Linked DNA regions of Arachis hypogaea: region 2 is linked to region 1. The links are chromatin contacts, called in public Hi-C maps. All regions are on one chromosome and are shown on one strand. Each heading gives the region's core, a stretch centred on a gene start, on an enhancer-like site or on the middle of the called end of the contact. The rest is flanking DNA. Distances are from core to core; before and after follow the strand shown. Region 1 holds the start of LOC112756322 (amino acid transporter AVT1A). Region 2 has its middle 2.5 kb from the start of TRNAK-UUU.

Region 1 (3,948 bases), core at 485-2,984:
GGCCAGCCTTAGCTTCGCAGGCTGAGTCAAGAGCTAGTTTTACTGTTTCCTTGGCTTTCCTTTACATCTTTGGTTTACCATTATCATTTTCATATTAGATTTCTTAGTACGCAAGTAGCCCTATTCCTTGAGCGTTGCGCTTTTCATTTTGCGATTTTTGTTTACCCGTTTGTTTCAAGGCTCTTAGTATACTATTTCTTTTATACATATATGTATATTTTTACTGTTAGATGTTCGTAATACCTTACTATCTCATTCTTATGACTTAAGCATAAGATTTAGTATAATAGGGTGTTACAAATAAGGTTTTCCTTTTATCAAAATAACACATTCGAAGTGGTTTTTCTTTTTTCTAAGGCAATGCGTGAAAAAATGGAAACATTATTATACAAAGTAAGACAAAAATATTATTTAAATGCTAAAATTAATCATTATTAATTTATATATATGTATCTATAATTTAATTTATTTTAAATATATATTTTATATTGATAACTAATTTTAAGATATACTTAGATTTAATTTGGTAAAAATTTTTAAAAGTATAAATATCTCGTTTTGTATTTGGTAAATTAAAAAACTTATGTATTTATACAGTTTTTAAAAATTAGGAGTGCTTTTGAAAATACTTAAAGGAGAATATTTTAAAATTAGTTTATGCTCATCAAAATTAAAAAGTCTAATATAATTTTATATATTAATTAATATCTAAATTTAATTTTTATATTAATATCTATAATAATATTTTTAAATTTTAAAAATTATTTTACTAAACATGTTTATTGTTGTTTGTATTTATTAAAGTCATTTTTATTTAATTTATTAAATATAAATACTATAATTTAAAAAAAATATTAAAAAATTACTAAAATTCATTATTTTTTATTATTATTTAACCATCACTCAAATCTAATAATATATTTTATTCTATACTTTTAAATATTAATTATCAAATAAAAATTAAAAACAATAAATTTTAATAATTTTTTAATTTTTTTTAATTCCCTTTTAAAAACTAACTTTTAAAACCTACTTTTAAATATTAGGAAATTATTTAATTTTCTAATTTATTTGTGGGCAATACATATATTGATTATAATAACAAATTATGCTATTTCAAAGTAAATGACTTATATAATGATGATCTCATTTATTGTTATAAATGTTAAATTGAATAAGTCATTATTACTTTTGATTTGAAATTAAATCAGAATAAAACTAGATATTATCTTTTGTTCCTTAAATAATTATCTTTTGGATTTTTGATATATTATCTTTTGGACTTTAGATACTATTTTATTTAGACTTTAGAGTTGAATAGGTGCCATGCTCAAATATAAATAGGCCTTCAGAGTTTCGGTCCCAAGATACCAAAGTTGCCTTTATTGTTTTTTTCCATCAAAAGAGTCACAATTCAACCGCCTAAAAATACAGAAAGACTTTAGTTGACGAAGATCAAAAGAATCACAAGCTCCAAATTCTTCCATCAGTTTTTGATTTCTATAAATAAAGGTACGTTTCCACAATGAAATAATTAATTTTGTTCAATTTAAGAAGGAAATAGATAAGAAATTAAAAATATTTAAAAATAATTTAGCCCATGCCTATCGAAATTGCATCATCAGCGCCACCTCAACATGTTGCATGCTGAATCATCAACTAGTCACAATCAGATACAATTGCGTGTTAAATAGTTGTCATTGATTAACAAAATTTGTATTTTTTTAATTATTAGTATCTACCCATTGGAAGACAAACTAATGAAATTCAAATCCGTTTAAAATAATGAGAATTATTATTGAGCAAGGTTCGTAGAGGACACTAAGCAAATGATGAGTGGTCCCATATTTCACGGATTGAAAGTGTGAGAAGAGATGCTTACAATTGTCGAGCACTGGCTACGTACTACTGAGCTCTTTCGTTCTTACACACGCCGCTTTCCAATGCATGCGTTACGCATTCAAACCCAATCCTCACCGTTCCTTTCATCTAAACCCTCACAAAATTATCCATGTTTTGGATTTTTCTTAATTAATTTTCAGAGCGCGCGCACTCACTCCCATACCGCCATGTCATTCATCTGGATCTCGTTCAAAAAGATAGAGTTTCTTTGATTTATTTGTTTGTTTCAGGTTTGAGTAGTTCAAAACTTCAAATCAACTCAGAGATCAGAGTGCGGTAGCAGTAATGGTGAGAGGCTCTCGATCTCAGATTTCGTTGAATTATGATGGTAACGAAGACGAAGACATTGAAACCGTCAACTACGACAGTGGTAGTGACAATGAAGATAAGCTAGATCCGCCTGAGTCTTTCTCTTCTCGCCAATGGCCTCAAAGTTACAAGTACGGACATTCTTTTTCTTCTTCACTGCCATTTTTGTTTCCTGTGTTTGCTTTTCCTTTCTTAGAATTGATTCTAGTTACAATTAATTATGCATAATTGATTTGCGGTAATGTTAAGGAGACAGAAAAAGAGTGTGTTTGACAAATGCCTTGGGGAGGAGAGAGAGGCATGTTTGAGCTTCTTTATGTTTGCCATTTTTTTTTGAATGTTGAGGGACCAAAGAATTATTAAAATAAAATAAAATCATTGTAATGGTTGTGTGAGGAGGGTGACTAAGATTGTCTAGATTCTTTTGGTTTACTCAACAGCTGTTGCGAGTATGGCACGTGATGTATGTGTGTAGCCTTTTGTGTCTCTGTTATTGGTTTCGTTGATGAGGCCATTCACTATTCTTCTCTGATTATGTGTTTCTTTCTTTTTTTTTTCTTATGACAGAGAAGCAACTGATTCTTACTCAATTGCTGCAGCTCCGAGTCTTGGATCATTTCTTCGAGGACCGAGTGTTATCTATTCAAGCTTCGTCAACAAGTCAAAGAGTTATTTAGAACTAGATGCAAAGGCTTCTTTTCTGTCTGGTCTGGGATATGGTGGTAGTGTGCATCAAGATGGGATCACAAGACAATCAACATGGTGGGAGAAAGCTTCAATTCAAATGCAAATTCCTGAAGAATTACCCCTTGGTTATGGATGCAACCTCACTCAAACAATTTTCAATGGTATCACATTGTATTTTATTTACTTGGTGATCCTTTTTTTCAGTAACCATGTATGCTTATTTAGATATATTAATAATTTAAAGATATATTAAAAAAGTGATAGTTATGGATAAAAGAAAAAAGGAGGACGTGCATTTGCCTTATAACAATGTGACTTAAGCTGTGCAAAAAAAACAAAAGAAGTTTGGTAATGGATATTGATTTAATAAGTCATATTGCGATGAAACAAGGAGTACTTGTAAATAACTCCTGTGCTATTACTTACCTTACTGCTTAGTAATATAAGGGACTGAAAGGTTGATTTTTGTTTGGAAAATTTTCTGGAAGATATGGTTCAGAATAATTAACTTTTGATATATATATTTCCTTGGTTTTGAAATTCAAAGAAACTTATCATTTTGTGTGGTAATGCTGTACTTGGCCAGGGATTAATGTTATGGCTGGAGTTAGCCTTCTGTCTTCACCTTTAACGGTGATGCAAGCAGGGTGGGCCAGCTTGCTGGTGATGCTTCTTTTTGCTGTTATGTGTTTATATACAGCGGACCTTATGAGACACTGCTTTGAAAGCAGAGAAGGGATTGTCAGCTACCCAGATATAGGAGAAGCCGCATTCGGGAGATATGGCCGTCTTATTGTATCGGTAACTTGTTTTTTTCTGTATTAAATTTGATTAAAATTGTCGTGCAATATGTACTTTGATTAACATGTTTCTACATGGGGTATTCTTCTTCATATTCTGTATCTGAAAGCCATGACAAAATGTGCCACACATGTTTTCTTTTCTGATTACTTTTGTTTATTGATTGTTGTAATATTCTATGTTCACTAACTTGGTTTAGTTTGGACTCACGTTGCAGATCATCTTGTACATTGAATTATTTGTAAGTGC
Region 2 (3,948 bases), core at 829-3,328, 71 kb after region 1:
AGTAATCGTTTATTCATCATTAATTAAAATGCTAATTATGTCTCTAAGAGGAATATCTTAAAAGTAGAAATCAGGTTTTAGTTCTAAATTTTTCCGAGATAATCTGTGCATATATCTCTGATTAAAGTATTTGGATGATTGATCATATCTGTGATTGTTCCGAAGAAAAATAATATTATTATTTTATTAGACACACATTGTATTATAATTCTTTTAAGGTCCATAATCTAGGTTATCTTTAAATCTTTACTATTATTTTTATTTATAATTATATTATGGGAATATAAATTTTTTAAATTATGTCAATTTTATTTTGACATTATAAATTATCACATAAAAAATTTATAGAATCAAACTATTATTATAAAAAAATTATAGAAGATAAAAGTCTCGTCGACTAAAAAGATAAGGGTCTCCGTAAATAAAAATAATAAGTTTTTTAGTTATTATTTCATATGAAATAGTTTAATTTATTATTATTAATTAATTTTAATATTTGTTATCTAAAATTTAAAACGATTTAACTTGTATACTTTTGATTAGGTGTTAGGTTTGTTGTACAAATAAAAATAATTAATTTTATACTTACTATTTAAAAGTAATATTTTTTCTCTCTACGAATATAAAATATAATTAGATATTAGCATAAAAAAATTATATTGATAGTTATAAAATTAATTCAAAATCAATTTCTTTTAAACAATTGAATCTTGATTTTAACTTTTAATCATAATATTAGTATTCTCTCTAAATTATATTTAATAAATATCTGAGAGAAGAGAAATAAAAATATAGATTAGAAAGATAAGCAGTAAAAATTTAAAACTAAATAAATATATAATAATAATAATTTTTTATTTAAATTATATTATTTTATTAATTTTATTTTTTGTAAAATAAAAAGATAGAAAAAATAAAGAATGAGAAAAAAGAGAGAAAGATAAAGATGAAGAATGAGAGAGGGAGTTTGTTAATTTTAAAAGAAAAAATTTTATTTTAATTATAATAAAAAAATTTTAAAAGAAAAAAATTTATTTTAATTATAATAAAAAATCGGGTGACATATTTTGACTTTTTAAATTACTAATATAAAATATAAATTATAAATTATATATAGATTGGAAAGAGTAAAGAGAAATAAAAAAAGAGAGATAGATGAGAGAATTTAAAAAGGGAGTTTATTAATTTTGGAGAAAAATATTTTCTCTCAATTTTAATAAGAGAATGTCATCTAAGACATTTGGTTATTAAATTAGATAATAATATATAAATATATAATAAGTTATATATAGAGTGAGAAGGATAGAAAGAAATAGAAAAAAAGGAGAGAGGTAGATAAGAGAATTTAAAAATGGAGTTTATTAATTTGGAAGGAAATATTTTCTCTCAAATAAGAGTGTCATGTGACACATTTTGTTATTAAATTAGATAGTAATATATAATATAGCTATATTTTAATTTTAATTTCAATATTTTAATAAAATTAAATAATATCATGTTGTACATTTTGATTGTCAAATTTGTAAGTAATCATTAATAATGATATATAAAAGAGATAGAGTGGTTGAAGAAATTAGAGGGATAGAAAAATGGAGAAAGAGGAGGGGAGAACTCTTTAATTTTAGAGAGAAAGATTTTATTGCAATTGTAACGAGAGAATACAAGTGGCATATTTTAGTTGTAAAATTAGTAGAGAAAGAAATAACTCTTTAATTTTGGACAGAAAGATTTGATTTTAATTACAATGAGGAATAACATATGGCATATTTTAATTGTAAAATTAGTAGCGAAGTGGTAGAAATATTTAATTTTGAAAGAAAATATTTGATTTCAATTACAATGAAAAAATAACCTATAACACATTTTAATTATAAAATTAGTAATATATAATAGATATATACCCGCAAATCTCAGCTTTGAAGGCTGCACAATTACCAATACTGTATGAAAAGCCTCCTACCGATTTCGGAATTTCCATTCTCATTTCTGATCCAGCTTTCCCATTTTGCCGAGATCCGTCTGTGTTGAGGGTTAATGATCTCATCAACACATGCATAGTTATGGATTATAGATATTCACAGAGGATGTAAGTATTTCTGGTAATGGGTTATATTTTGTGTTGATCTGCTATGGCTTTTTCCGGTTTAGTTTGGTCTGGTAAGTTATTTTTGGTCATGGGCCAGGTAAGTTTATGTTAAATGTATTAACACATCTTAATAATTATGAGACTCGAATAAAGCAGGCCTTACATATAGGCCCAATATTAATGGGCCGAAGAAACAAAAGTGAAAACACGGAAACCTAAAACATTTTGTGCCACGAACTTAAGGCCTAAAGATTGTGACAAAAAAGAATTAAGGCCTAAAGACCAATTGTTCTGATGTTTATCATAACAAAGACGTTGTTTTCTATTGGCTAGTGGCAGACCCTTAAATGGACCTCAGATCCGCGACGGATTATTCCTTAACCTGTCGGATTAGAAGATATTGTAGGAAACAAAACAAAAAACAAGACGCTGTTTCTCAGTTTCCATGACCACCCCCCCCCCTTCCCACACCACAAAAAAGAAAGGGGTAAATTACTTCCAAGTCTTGTTCCAATTAAACCAAAAAAAAAGGCTTTCGCAAATGCATGTAACAACTATAAATAAATAAGGAGGTATAAGTATCTAATTTGAAATACTAATGATAGGGACCTAATACTATAGTAACTAATTTCAGTCAATACTATAGCAAGTTATCAATTAAGTCTCATATGAAGTCCGTTAAAAATTAGCTTTTGCTAAGTTTGGATTTCGAATATTTCTTTTAATTTAAATTTTATATGTTCTTATTTTTAAGAGTTTTATATTTTTTTTTTCTTACGTTAAATGTTAACTGCAATACTAATTTTACAATACCAACTTGCAAGATTTTCTCAAATTAACAAATTTTAAAAGATGAAGTGAATGTGCTCACTCAAAATTGAAAAAAAAAATGAAGTGGATGCCAATAAAGCTATGTGCTAAAACACAAATATGATATACTTTATCCAAGCGACTTTTTTCTTTTGTCATTTTCTTACTTTTCTGCCATCATTTATTTATCATTTTTAAGTTAATATTTAATAAATTTTAAATATTAAAGATTAATTTTTAAATTTTAAATTATAATAATATAAAAATAAGGTATTGACCCAAAATATTAACTAATATTAAAAAAAAATGTTAGTGTTTAACATTTCTTTTTATTTAGAGTAAAATGACAATTAGATTTTTGAATATTTCGACATCATCGAACTAATTAGTTACTAAAAAAAATACTAATTTAGTCATTTGCAATAGTAAACAGTAGACATGTAATGTCATTCTATTAATTTATCACGTAAAACTTAATAGTGATGCTTATATATATCGTCACTTACTGTGACGCATTTTTTTATAAAAGATCGTCATGCAGATAACAACTTGTCTAGCAAAATTTCACTTATTTTAGTAGGATTTGTGATAAATAGAGAACACTTGATAAATATTATATAAAAACTCAAAAATATAATAAATGTTTCCCTATCCAAAATTATATTATTTAATTTCTATCTCATGTGGCAAGTGGCAACAATAGAATACACACTACTATAAATAACAAAATACATATATGAATATTAGACAACTTTATTTCGTTTTGCACTATCTATTAAAAAAAAAAAGAAATATATATTCAATATTTATTATCATAAAAAACTTGATATTTTTTTAAGACTAATTAATTCGAAGTCAAAATTCTTAAAGATCTAATTGTGGCCTTACTCTTTTATTTGTTTGTTTATACAACATAATATCGTATAAAATTATAGTAATTATAAATTAGATATCGGCTACTCGTTATAGTTCTACATTGAACTTGATTGGGATCGACTCTTCAAAGTTCAAACTAAAAGATATTTGGGAAAAAAAAAAGTTCAAACTAAAAT

Evidence for each region. Hi-C and Micro-C count contacts between places; a contact is called where the count stands out from the background.
Region 2: a Hi-C map of an unstated tissue shows a contact between it and region 1, with 6 times the contacts expected there. The contact joins the enhancer-like site here to the promoter of LOC112756322 in region 1. A contact is called at or near these places in 4 of 8 Hi-C or Micro-C datasets (leaf and an unstated tissue).

What each region holds. Positions count from the first base shown.
Region 1 is chr16:9,282,314-9,286,261 of arahy.Tifrunner.gnm2.J5K5, forward strand. It overlaps LOC112756322 (amino acid transporter AVT1A), which reads left to right and starts at 1,735. Exons shown (of 12, transcript XM_072219242.1): 1 at 1,735-2,342; 2 at 2,779-3,059; 3 at 3,485-3,699; 4 at 3,917-3,940. The coding sequence starts at 2,188.
Region 2 is chr16:9,352,928-9,356,875 of arahy.Tifrunner.gnm2.J5K5, forward strand. No RefSeq gene overlaps it. Among protein-coding and RNA genes, the nearest start is that of TRNAK-UUU, 2.5 kb to the left of the region's middle. Within about 2 kb of position 2,079, at least 3 of the 3 cell types and tissues checked have open chromatin away from gene starts, as enhancers often do.